2 separate regions of the Macaca mulatta genome follow, and region 2 is linked to region 1. A link is a contact called in public Hi-C data. All regions are on one chromosome and are shown on one strand. The core of a region is the stretch at or near the end of the contact, and the rest is flanking DNA. Distances in the headings are between cores, read along the strand shown. Region 1 holds the start of TGFB2 (transforming growth factor beta 2). Region 2 holds the start of LYPLAL1 (lysophospholipase like 1).

Region 1 (6,773 bases), core at 1,434-3,933:
GACAGGAGAGTACCCAGTATCTCCCAGACTTGTTTGACCCCAGAATTCCTGTTTGTCAGAACATATTCTGGGACCACTGTTTCTCACAAGTACATAGTAGGTAAGAACATAGTGGATCCTGACTGCAAAAATCCAGCTCTACCACTTACTGTGGTCTCGAACAAAGTACTTAACTTCTTTGTACCTGTCTCCTCATCTGCCAAATATGGATAATAATACCTACTTTATAGGTTTATTGTGAAGATTAAATGACCATACACAACACACATCAAATTACTAAGTGTAGGATATGTTAGCTATTATTATTTTATTTATTCAATGCTCTACTAATAATCTAGGCCCCATATACATCTAAAGTATAAATTTCAAAAGTGATAGAAAGTTCTTTGTGACTTTTCTGAACTAGGGAACATCTGAATTGGGAATAGTATAGAGATCTTGGGTTTGGGGGTAAATTCAACAGAGTTTCCAATTTAAATCATCTGTCTAGTCAGTATGGCTGCAGAGTCATGCCGAAATGAAAATGTTGACTTTGAGTAACTAAAGGTAAAATAAAAGAAAAAGGGAAAGTGGAACAGTGGTAAGAGTTTTTCTTGTATTCATCTAATTTAGACTTGGTTGAAATTGAAAATGTCAAGTTATGAATAGTGTAGAACAGTAGACATCAAACACTAAAATTCCAGCTTCCTGGATTAATGCTGTGGAAAGAATGAAGTTGGTTGATAATGTTTAGCCTAGCAAGAAGGTGAAGAGAAAGCCATACAAGAAGTGGCTTAGGCAGCAAATGATAAAGGTGACCATTCAAGTCAGTGAAACAGACAAATATACCTTATTCTTTAGGTAAAATTGATGGATCTCTGTTTTCCAGCAGTTCATAAACAGAGGGCTATATTGTAAACAACAAACTAACAAAATAAACTCTAGGATGGCAACCTGTTAAGGCATCCCAGAAAATTAGAGGTAGGACATGAATTTAAAAGATTGGAAGGTATGTCTTCAGGACTGGCCTGGCCCTGAGTAGACTGGTGCTCCCTCCCACAGGGGTGTGTGTGCACACATAATACAGGAGGAAAGCCTTCCATTCTAGGGCAAGTGATTCAGTTTGGGAGGCTGTGACTGAGTTCCACTAAGTAAAAACGGGAAACTTGATTGTCCTTCAACAGACCTGTCCAAAATGACTAGAAAGTAAATACCGTAAATCACTATTGTCAGGGCGCACATTCCACCGCCTTCCTCCCTTCCCCACAGCGGTCCTCATTTCCACACCCCCTCAACGGTTAGGGGAGAGCTCGTGGTCTAAGTAACGAGAGGACTTCTGACTGTAATCCTAGCACGTCACTTTGTTGAAGGCAGACACGTGGTTCAGAGAGAACTTATAAATCTCTCCTCTCCGGCAAGATCGTGATGTTATCTGCTGGCAGCAGAAGGTTCGCTCCGAGCGGAGCTCCAGAAGCTCCTGACAAGAGAGAGACAGATAGAGATAGAAAGAGAAAGACAGCAGAGCGAGAGCGCAAGTGAAAGAGGCAGGGGAGGTGGATGGAGAATATCAGCCTAACGGTCTAGGGAGTCATCCAGGAACAAACTGAGGGGGCTGCTCGGCTGCAGACAGGAGGAGGCAGAGAGGGTCTATTTTAGGGTGGCAAGTGCCTACCTACCCTAAGCGAGCAATTCCACGTTGGGGAGAAGGCAGGAGAGGTTGGGAAAGGGTGGAAGTCCAAGGGAGCCCCTGCGCAACCCCCTCAGGAATAAAACTCCCCAGCCAGGGTGTCGCAAGGGCTGCCATTGTGATCCGCAGGGGGTGAACGGAACCGCGACGGCCGATCGTCTGTGGCTGGGTTGGCGTTTGGAGCAAGAGAAGGAGGAGCAGGAGAAGGAGGGAGCTGGAGGCTGGAAGCGTTTGCAAGCGGCGGCGGCAGCAACGTGGAGTAACCAAGCGGGTCAGCGCGCGCCCGCCCGGGTGTAGGCCACGGCGCGCAGCTCCCGGAGCAGGATCCGCGCCGCCTCTGCAGCCTCTGCGGCCCCTGCGGCACCCGACCGAGTCCCGAGCGCCGTGCGAAGCGCACCCTCCTCCCCGCGGCGCGCCGGGCTCGCCCCCAGCGCGCGCACACGCGCGCACACACACACACACACGCACACACGTGTGCGCTTCTCTGCTCCGGAGCTGCTGCTGCTCCTGCTCTCAGCGCCGCAGTGGAAGGCAGGGCCGAACCGCTCCTTCTTTAAATATATAAATTTCAGCCCAGGTCAGCCTCTGCGGCCCCCCTCACCGCGCTCCCGGCGCCCCTCCCGTCAGTTCGCCAGCTGCCAGCCCCGGGACCTTTTTTCATCTCTTCCCTTTTGGCCGGAGGAGCAGAGTTCAGATCCGCCACTCCGCACCCGAGACTGACACACTGAACTCCATTTCCTCCTCTTAAATTTATTTCTACTTAATAGCCACTCGTCTCTTTTTTTTTTCCCCATCTCGTTGCTCCAAGAATTTTTTTTTTTCTTACTCTCCAAAGTCAGGGTTCCCTCTGCCCGTCCCGTATTAGTATTTCCACTTTTGGAACTACTAGCCTTTTTTTTTTTTTTTTTTTTTTTTTTTTTTTTTTTTTTTAAGGAATTCAAGCAAGATACGTTTTTCTATTGGGCATTGATTAGATTGCTTGCAAAAGTGTCGCATCAAAAACAAAACAAAACAAACAAACAAACAAAAAAAACCCAACTCTCCTTGATCTATACTTTGAGAATTGTTGATTTTTTTTTCTTCTGACTTTTAAAAACAACTTTTTTTTTCCACCTTTTTAAAAAATGCACTACTGTGTGCTGAGCGCTTTTCTGATCCTGCATCTGGTCACGGTCGCGCTCAGCCTGTCTACCTGCAGCACACTCGATATGGACCAGTTCATGCGCAAGAGGATCGAGGCGATCCGCGGGCAGATCCTGAGCAAGCTGAAGCTCACCAGTCCCCCAGAAGACTATCCTGAGCCCGAGGAAGTCCCCCCGGAGGTGATTTCCATCTACAACAGCACCAGGGACTTGCTCCAGGAGAAGGCGAGCCGGAGAGCGGCCGCCTGCGAGCGCGAGAGGAGCGACGAGGAGTACTACGCCAAGGAGGTTTACAAAATAGACATGCCGCCCTTCTTCCCCTCCGAAAGTAAGTACTCATTTTGACTTCCATCCCCCGAGGTTTAGCGCTGCCCGGAGCTCTCAAAAACGCAGCAGCTCCCGGAATCGCCCTTCCCTCTCGCGGTTCCCGTTCGCTTTTTTCCCGTTCTCCTGTCCTTCGCCCCATCCACCTCCTTTCCAGTTGTATGCCTGAGGCCACTAGGCTTTAAAATGTTTACTTTGTACTTTATTTTCTCCATCTTTCCCTTCCCCCTAACAATTCAGCGCTTTAAAAGGCGTTATTCTCTTTTTCTCTTCACTGAAGTTCTTTAGTCCGCCACCAGCTAGGAGTCAGCCCCACTCTGTCAAACTGAGGTGCTCCCAGGGGCAGAGTTAAACTGGGGAATCTTGGTAGGTTTGTTTTCTTTGCTCCGATTGGCGTGGACCGCGCCGAACTGGTGCACGAAGGGTTAAAAAAAAAAAAGTGTCTCAAAGCTAGCCTCTCCGGAAAGCGCCCCCTTTCCGTGCTGACCTATCAACTGGTTCCCCAAGTCTTCTCTATTGTCTCTAACTCCCCTAAAAATGTCAGCATCGCCGAGACAAAACTCGGTTTGGAGACCCCTCGAGAAACCTACCTGGAAACCCTCAGTCCTTGATGTGTCGTTTGCTATCACTAGGTGTTTCATTACCCAAAGGCAAAATCCTATAACCACGTTCCCTTTTCGCTTCACCTGGAGTGTAGAAAGGACAACTCCGTTTCTGACTGTTTTAAAAGGTTTTAGTTCACGTTATTTTTCAGAATACACTCAAACCTGCCTTCTTCAGATCTCCAGTGTAGCAGATCTTTTTTCTTACGGGTCTCTTATCCTGCTCTTGCCTTTTCGTAGGCTTCCTGCACTTACTTCAATGCATTCCTAAAACTCAGAGTAGATGATAGCCGTTTTTTTTTTTTTTGCAAACTGGCTTCTCTGAGAACAGTGTCCTCAAAACCAGCTGGCATACGGTAGCAATAGGAGTGAAATGATTTATTGTAGAGGAAAGGAAGAGACAGTGTAGAATTATTTCAGAGTGAAAAAGAGAGAGAGAGAGAGAAGAAAGAAAAGAAAAGAGGCAGCATCATTCACTGATACCTGAGAGGGTTAAATACCAGGAAGAAGAAAAAGCAAAGTAGGGGCGGTGGGGGGTGGGGGGAACCTCTTCAACATTTGTGTATTCCAAATCGCAAGTCATAAACTTTTCATTGGTTGCTCATTTCTCTCCTCCCCTTTCCATGCCCTATATACTTGCTGGCTGCCTTTGCAAAGTCTCTGTGTCTTGCCTAAATAGATAATACAGCCATCTTGGTAATTTTATCTTAAAGGTTCTAATTGCAGGGTGGTGCTTTTCTTTTTTAATATTTATTTTTAATTTGGCAAGTGCTAGCTATGTGACCTGCCATGTCTTGTACTTGATGGTCTCGGAAGTCAGCCCATGTATCTAACCCCAGTCTTCCTAGTGACCTTTATTTTGCTGCAGCTTCTCTTGTTCTTGTTCAATAGCAGAACAGATGCAGAGAATTCTGGCAAGCAGGATGATTTTATTATTGTAATTATGGCGCTATCCATAACAGTGGTGATAAATACACTCCACCCCTGGGTATCCCCTTTGAGAAGTAAAGTTTTCTATCTGGGGTGGAGCCAAGGAGATATTAGTAAAGAAAGTTCATTAATTAGTCCAGAACCATTGAGACAAACAAGGAGTTGAGTCAGTTTGCTTTCTCTAGCACATGCATTGGTTCTACTGGTATTTGGGCAGAGCGGAGAGTATGTTATGTAGAACCTGAATAGCTCATCTTTCAATGTTTATATGCAAGAGGTCTAATAAACTCCCAGTGCTTTTATAACACAGAAAGGAGCTCTGATCTCATTACTGAATAGGTGTGGAGAGAGCAGGTAACCCAAGAGGGCATTAGTTCTTTGTTCTCTCAAACACACTTCAGTCTGAGGAGCTGAGATGGTCTAACCCGGGGTCATGATCATCAACAAACTGGAAAAATTTCTAGATTATTAGGAGGATTTCAGAGTATGGCATTTAACATCAATGTGTGGATTCTCCTCTCCATTTCACCCCAGCCACCAAATAAATGAAAACCTCCGATACATCCAGGATAAATAAAATATGCTGCCAGTTTTCATACAAAGAAAACAGGCTTTAAAAAGTCTGTATTCTGTGTGGAAGTTTAGGAGCAGAAAGCCATATTAATAGCAGGTTCGATACTACTGTGCAAGGACTGGATAATTTTATAGAAAATAGGTTAACTGATTTTCCAGCACTTTCTAGTTATACTGGAATATAGCAAACCTTTCCAAAAAAGAAAAAAGAAAAAAACGTATTTTTAAAAAGCAAATTGAAAGTACAGTATTGGCTTATATACTAGCTTTCCCTCTTTAGGACTTTTCTGCCTAACTTTTAACTCAGCTGTCACTGAAGTGGCTGTGGGGAGGGAGTGTGCCTGCCATTCCTTGCAGTGAATCTGGCGAGGGTCATAAGCCCCAGAGATGAAGGCATGGGAAAGATCACTGGTTCATTTTTTACCACCAACTTATTAGCGTTCAGGGAGTGACTTCAGCTCAAGTATTACAAATATGCTCTAATTATACTCAATGAGCTATATATCATTACAGATTGCTGATAGCCCTTTGTGGGACATTTTATAAAGTTCAGACTACATATTTTTAGCAATGTGGAGATTTAAAAGTAAAAATATAAGAGATATTGTATATGCCCTCAGGCATATTTTGTCTTAAATATTATCCTTGGCCAAGTGTACTATATAAATACAGTAAATATGAATAGAACTGGCCAGGTGCCAATCTCCTAGGATGAATTTTAGTCAAGAATGTATTTATGGGCTATAAATAATACTGTGTCAACATTTAAAGAAGGAGTCTGATTAGTTTTGAATTTATTCGTATTGATCTTTTCACGTGCTGTTAGTTTAAGACTCAAAGTGGAGTTATGCTAAGGTTTACCGATAGTTTGCCCACTGGGAATTAGTGGACCTCTAGTAGTTTAACAATCCATTTGAAGTTCGAGGCACATCTATTCGAAAGATGCTGCACAAGGTTTTAGAAACTTAGAAACGGTGATTCAGTTATACACAGGAAGAATTCAAATAATTGACATGTAAAAATCTGTAGAGAGTTGGACAATCAAAAAGAGGAAGAGACACAAAGTTTCATTGTCTTTCTTTTCTCTCCCCTTTTCACTGTAACCAGTCAGCACATGTTGTGGTTCTAACCCTGGTGATTTCGTACTGCCGCCATCCCCCCACCTCTACTCCCACTGGAACATTTGGCAATGTCCGGAGACACTTTGGGTTGTCATGACTGGAGGTGGAGGGGTGCTACTGGTATTTAGTGGGTCAGCCAGGGATGTTTCTAACCATCCTATAATGCACAGGGCAATGCCCCCTCCCAACACCAAAGAATTATCCTGGCCACCATGTCAGTAATGCCCCTGTTGAGGAGCCCTGGTATTTGTTTGGGGTTACTGAATTCTGTTAACAGTACCATTTAGAAAATAATAACAAAAATAAAATATCTTTATGATCAAAGGATATTCAAATGAGAATACTGAATAGGAGGATAGTCAGACACTTATCTTAATTAAATGGAGTGTGGATTAGACCATTGTATATGGTATGT
Region 2 (6,773 bases), core at 2,833-5,332, 860 kb after region 1:
GAAGTAGAGGAACGACCCACATCTGTATCTAGAAAGACTGGACTGAAAAAGATTAAGGCCCTCAGAACTGAAGCAATGGTTATACTAAAATTTATAATCTCATTTTTTAAAAGTATAGTTTTGCTGTTTTGTAAGAATTCAAGACCTTTAAGTTTTTTTCTAGTTTTTCTTTCATGAATGGACAGGGGGAATGTATAAAAGAAATCGTTTTGTTAATCTATGAAAAAATGTTAAATTACCTAAAGCTGAAGCATTTTGTGCAATGTGTATGTATTGTTTATATATATGTGTTTCTCTCTCTGTCTCTGAATGATGCAACAGATGAAAACTAACCAATAGAGAGGATATGGCTTGATGCTTAAGAATGAGTCAAACAACAAATGGGTAACTGTATACTGTCTGCATGACTAATGCAACTTCATTTAACTGTTATCATTTGAAAACCCCAAGTATACTAATCTTGTTCGTTGTTTTTGTTCTTTTTTGAGACAGAGTCTCGCTCTGTCACCCAGGCTGGAGTTCAGTGGTGAAATCTTGGCTCACTGCAACCTCTGCCTCAGGGTTCAATCAATTTTTGTGTCTCAGCCGCCCGAGTAGCTGGGATTACAGGCATGCGCCACAAGGTCTGGCTACTTTTTTTTGTATTTTTAGTATAGATGGGTTTTCGCCATGTTGGCCAGGCTGGTCTCAAACTCCTGGCCTGAAGTGAACCGCCTGCCTTGGCCTCCCAAAGTGCTGGGATTACAGTGAGTCACTGCACCCAGGCAAAATATACCAATCTTAACGGCTGAACTTTCAATTGTTTTTCTGTTTTGAAAACCAAGTGTGGCCTAAAGCATTTCTCAAAACACTGACGAACAGTAAACTAAACTGCGACTTTGCCATTTATATCGTTAGATCCTAATAGATATTGAAACCCTGCAAAATAGGAGATTTTTTCTTTTTCTTGCTTTTTTTTTTTCTTTTGAGACAAGAGTATTGCTCTGTCACCCAGGCTAGAGTGCAGTGGCGTGATCTTGGCTCACTGCAAGCTCCGCTTCCTGGGTTCACACCATTCTCCTGCCTCAGCCTCCCGAGTAGCTGGGACTACAGGCACCTGCCACCATGCCCGGCTCATTTTTTTGTATTTTTTTAGTGGAGACAGGGTTTCACCATGTTAGCCAGGATGGTCTCGATCTCCTGACCTCGTGATCTGCCCGCCTCGGCCTCCCAAAGTGTTGGGATTACAGGCGTGAGCCACTGCGCCCCAGCCTAGTTGCTTTTTTAAGTTTAGAACTGAAATTACCAAAAGGAGGGGCATATAGGTTGGCAGAAAGCAAATGAGTAGCAACAGAAAATAATTAGGAGCTATACAAAGAGTAAAAGAATGCATGAATAGGAATCTTCCAGTGACAATATACCCCCACCTTCAATAGGGCAAAAGATCCACCATAAAAGAAGCGAATAGTCATCCTGAAACTTAATTACATTTCAAAGTAGTATAGTAACATGAAAGGAACAAAACATTTTTGTTCAACAGTTTGCCTACCAGATGGGATCTCTAAATATAGTAATCTAAAACCTTTGCTTGTCCTATACACAAATAAAGATGAAAGGAATAGCAACAATAGCTAAGCATTTGAATCACTTGAAATAAAATAGCACTTGAGTTAAGTTTGGAAGAATCTGGCTCATTCTAATAATGAATCTGGGAAGGCTGGAGTTCTCAGTGAAATTCAGAATACAGAAGGTTGCTTCTGATATCTACCTGTTTAAACTGGTAGAATAGTTGGAAGAACAAATCAGGAACTAATAGCAGGAGATTTGGGGAAAACTAAAGAAAAACAGGAACACCTAATAGAGATTCTAAAGGCCCACAGTACAAATTCCAGACTTTTGTTTTTGAAATAAGAGTTGGGACATGCCCTTGCTTTATTTCTGTGCACTCCTGTGTAAATGTGGGTAATAGTTAAGAACCTATGCTCTGGAGGCAAGTCCAGCATGTGAATCCAGGTTCTACAATTGACTGGCACTATGACTTTGAGCCAGGTTTCTTACCTCTTTGAGCCTCGTCGACAAAAGCAGATAGTGATAGTACTGAGTTTTATTGGAATTAATTTATGACAGTTTTTGGCACCTACTGAATCCCATGAATATTAGTTGCTTATTATTATTATTAATCATTACTCTTAAATAATTATATTCTGATTTTTTGCTGTCTCAAAAGCATGGGGTGGTGTACAGTAAGATTTTCTGGTAGTAAATGGAGTTCTAAGAGTAGAACTCAAAGCCTTCCCTGGCATATCTCCAAGTGGTCTTTCCTAGTAACACTGCCCTCTTCTCACCTGGCTAGGGAAGGTTATCTAGAACTTACATGGGGAAGGCAGGTCAAAAGACAGAGGCATTTTTTAAGAATTGACTATCAGAGCTCAGCCTACCCTCATTTGTCCTCCTTAGGGATTTCACTTATACAACTCTCAGCTGCAGATCTACAGGCTTTGGAGAAATGACTCAGAATTTCTTTTCGATCTGGTTAACTAATGGCATGTAGGACCATTCTGGTTGATGGCACTGGTATTAATACAACACTATGATAGCTTAGAGCTGATTTTGGCAACTGACGTTTGATAGTAAACAGTTTAGTTACCTGGAAGTAGGGTGATTACATTACCTGGAACAAATAAAAGATAAGTCGTAGTTGCTTAAACATGATGCAGACTACAATGAATGGAATGCCAGTGTTTAATGGCACTTAAGCTTCTACTGGATTATTTTGTTGAATTTTACATGAGGAAAGAGCAACCTGCTGGGACCACTGCCTTCAGTATTAAAAGATATCTATGTTTTGGCTTTCATAGAGGAAATAATTCCATTTTTTAGTATTTTTTAAATTGTGGTAAAATACATATAAAATTTACTAAGTGTACAGTTCACTGGCACTTATTAACAATGTTGTACAACCATCATCACTGTCCATTTCTAAAAATGTTTCACTACCTAAGCAGAAACTCTGTACTCATTAAACAACAACCTCCCAACCCCCTTCTTCCCTTAGCCCCTGGTAATTTCTACTCTACTTTCTGTCTCTATGCATTTGCCAATTGTAGATATCTCATGTAAGTGGAATCATACAATTATTTGTCCTTTTGTGTCTGGCTTATTTCACTTGGTATAATGTTTTCAAGGTTCATCCATGTTGTGGCATGTATCCGAATCGCATTCCTTTTACAGGGTGAATAATATTCCATTCCAATATGTACATAGCACATTTTCTTTATCTCTCCATCTGTAGATGAACATTTGAGTTGTTTCCACCTTTTGGTACTTGTGAATAATGCTGCTATAGAACACTGAAGTACAAGTATTTGTTTGAGTTCCTGCTTTCATCTCTTTTGGGCATAAACCTAGGAGTGCAACTGCTGGATCATATGTTAAGTCAATGTTTAACTTGTTGAGGAACCACCAAATTATTTCTATTGCTGCAACATCATTTTACATTCCCATCAGCTATGCACAAGGTTTCTAATTTCTACACATCTTCACCAATACTTATTTTCTGTTTTTTTAAATCAAAAAAACAGAGCCATTCTAATGGGTATATAAGGTAGAATCTCATCAGATTTGCTTTGTAAACTATTTATTAAAAATAAGACACACGAAGTTATTATTATACACTTCCCTTACCGTGTGTATCAAAAGCTGCAAACATCCTGTGCGAGTCCCAAAGTGAAAGGTAAAATATCGCTCTATCTATTACATTTTAAACATAATAACACTAATAATTTCTCCAAATAAGGTAATCTTGAGTTTGGGGATTTCATTTAAAAGTCCTAGAGCAAATGCTCAGGGCATAAACATATCCATTAGTCATTACAGAAGTCCATACGAGGCTGACACACGTAGAATACCATTATTAGCAAAACTAAACTTAGTACACTTACAACTGCCTCAAACTTGACCCCAAAGTATCGAAAGCTCCTCGGAGAGCTGGCCAGCCGCAGTGCGCATGCGCACTCTCGGGCGTGCCCCCGCCCGTGCCTGCGTATTTGCGTGCGCGGTCCCGCGCTGCAACGCTGGGGCGGAGCCGCATGACTGGCAGTGGTATCAGCTATGGCGGCTGCGTCGGGGTCAGTTCTGCAGCGCTGTATCGTGTCGCCGACTGGGAGGCATAGCGCCTCTCTGATCTTCCTACATGGCTCAGGTGGATTCAATTTTACGTCCTGGTTTTCTACAGCTCGGGAAACAACTTCCCCTCGGTTACCCCAGTATTGCCCAAGTGGAGGTGTCGCCGGGCCCAAATAGGGCCCAGTGGGTGGCTCCCCCGTCGCCAGCCCCTACTGTGGATGCACGGGCAGCGCCACCTGCCCCCAGCAGCTCTCCTTAATCTTCCTCTTTCTATCGGGCGGTCACTGGCCCACCACCCTCGCTTTGGGGCCTTGTGTCCCGCCGCTCAGCCGGCTCTCCATCCACACAACATTCTCTCCAGTGCAACCTTTACCACCTCCCCATTCCTCGCCCCAGGTTTAAACAGAGCGAGTTAGTAAGGTAAGTCTTCTGCTAGAGGGAAATTATTTAGTGTTTTTCATGATCAGCTACTAGAAATTTTTCAGTCGTAATTGCCCATTGCTTTCTCCAGGCTCCCATACTAGACAATTGAGATTCACAGTTAATCTTAGATACTGTTTACAGAGTATCTCTTTTCTGTAACCCACTGTGCCATGGTTGGAGTGTTTTCTCTCCCTTTCCTTTTTCCTGCTTCTCTCTCCTTCCTTCCCCTTTCCCGCCTGTGTCATTAAACTTCCAAGATAGACTACAGGGGCAGGAGCCCCAGGGGCAGGTTATCTTCCACTGCTTACCCTTAGTAACGTGTACTTAATGCTGTATCGTTTCTTAACATTCATCTGTAATCACTTTTGTCAATCTTCACTGGATTGTGAGAGTAAGGGCCCTTGTGTCAATCTTTGCACCCCCAGTGCTTGGCCCAGGGTAAGCTCTCAGGAAATGTTTTTTAAAGAAATGAGATGCAGCCGGTGTCCTCAGGGGGCCTACCTAAAGTTAAAAACAAAAACAATCCAATTAGTTTGAGTCAGCAGTGCATGGAAGATCACAAGACGGTGCGTGGTTTCCTGCCAAGTGAATTGTAAGAGAAAAAAATGTGGTTAGGCATTATTAAGGCATTTGGAAGATGAAAAGCTTGTCAGACTTTTCGAAGAAAGTGGTCTTTGAGCCGAGACGGATAGGCTTAAAAGGGACTGTGATTGGAAGGGAATTGGAAAGGTACTGGGCAGAGACCTGGAAAAGGGCAATTGTGGGACGTATTCTCTTTATTTTGAAAATGAGGCCAGACAGGTTCAGCAGCTTGGCCAAGGTCTCTTAGCTGTTACTGTGAGTAGTGGCGGATTTGGGATTAGAACCCAAAGCTCTCCGACCTCAAACTCAGGGCTTTGGTGGGGTAAGGTGAAAAAGCTTGAACTAGGATGTATTGTTTTGGAGATAGGGAAGAAGAGGGCCAATAGTGTTTAAAGGAAAAGACTTGGCATACATTTAGAAGGTGAAGTGTTTAAGATGACAGCGGTACTTAATAACTAGGAGACTGGTGATACTATTTAGGGCTCCAAGAGTGTTCATTTATAAGTACCCAGAAATTCCCCAACACTGTACCCTTTCTCATAATCAATTCTCATTATATTTAGGAAGAACTCCTAGACTATGTTCTTTTTTCCCCTGGACCTCTTTGCTAAAAGTAACTATCCTTTTTTTAAAATTTCAGATTACATTTTTATAACCTGTAATGATATGTCTCTAAAATTCAGAGTCATGTATGTATGTATTTTTTCCTTTGCACTTTGAACCAAGAATTTATGCAAAGAATTCTGCCAAGTATGCGAGTATAATGTGATTCCTATATGTTTAAATATCCATTGAAGTAAATAAAACCTTATTGGGAGTAGGTCTTTATCATCCAGTAGGTCTTTAGCAGCTAGTGATTTTACATTAAACTTTAATATATGCGGTTATGTTATAGGAGATGTTTGGTTTCTGCTTAATTAGAATATGGGCAAAGCAATTCTAACAGTTTAATCACACTCAGTTTTACCATACTGTTAACCAGTTTTAACAGTTGTACTATGGAATAAGGTACTAGCTTTTTAAAAAGTGGACATTGTGAATGCATAGATGTTGTTTTGCAGCTTCATTCTTACTCTTCAAGGCTGAAAAAATGTTATTAAAGACATATTTTGTTTTTTCAAATAAAAAACCTTAAAAGCTTGAGATTTTCTTCCAGGAGATAGCAGCCATAGAAGAACATATGGGAGTGTAAATTATATATAGCCAACTTAATTTGAGCCTTTTCTATTAATAAAGTACTAAAGACAGACCTTCTTTTAAGATGATAAAAATAAATGATAGGTTAATTAGTTTTGTTCAGTCTCTCAGATCAGATTAATTCACTCTTATTTGCTCCCATAGGACACTGGTTCTTCTTTCAGTAGTAGTCATCATACTTGTAATTATGTAACGTAATGTCTGTATTCCACACTAACCTATTAGGTCCACAAAGCCCAAACCATGTGTCTTGTTTATGGCTTTCTTCTTGTGTAGTAAGGCTCAGCAAGTTGACTAAGTAGCTTCTTGGTAAAGTCACCAGTAAGCTCAAGCTCTGTGTCGCTCAATGTAATGGACATTTTCGGTCTTCCTCTTATGTGAACTGTCATCCACATTCAGCTTTCTTCTCAAAAAACTCTCCTGGTTCTTTTTCTATCTTGATTTGCTCCTTCTGGTTTCTTTTGCAG

Evidence for each region. Hi-C and Micro-C count contacts between places; a contact is called where the count stands out from the background.
Region 2: a Hi-C map of liver shows a contact between it and region 1, with 5 times the contacts expected there. The contact joins the promoter of LYPLAL1 here to the promoter of TGFB2 in region 1. A contact is called at or near these places in 4 of 14 Hi-C or Micro-C datasets (fetal cortex germinal zone, fetal cortical plate, fibroblasts and 1 more).

Annotation. Positions count from the first base shown.
Region 1 is chr1:76,070,598-76,077,370 of T2T-MMU8v2.0, forward strand. TGFB2 (transforming growth factor beta 2) reads left to right here and starts at 2,684. Exons shown (of 7, transcript NM_001266518.1): 1 at 2,684-3,136. The coding sequence starts at 2,791.
Region 2 is chr1:76,931,732-76,938,504 of T2T-MMU8v2.0, forward strand. It overlaps LYPLAL1 (lysophospholipase like 1), which reads left to right and starts at 4,083. Exons shown (of 5, transcript NM_001266865.1): 1 at 4,083-4,180. The coding sequence starts at 4,090.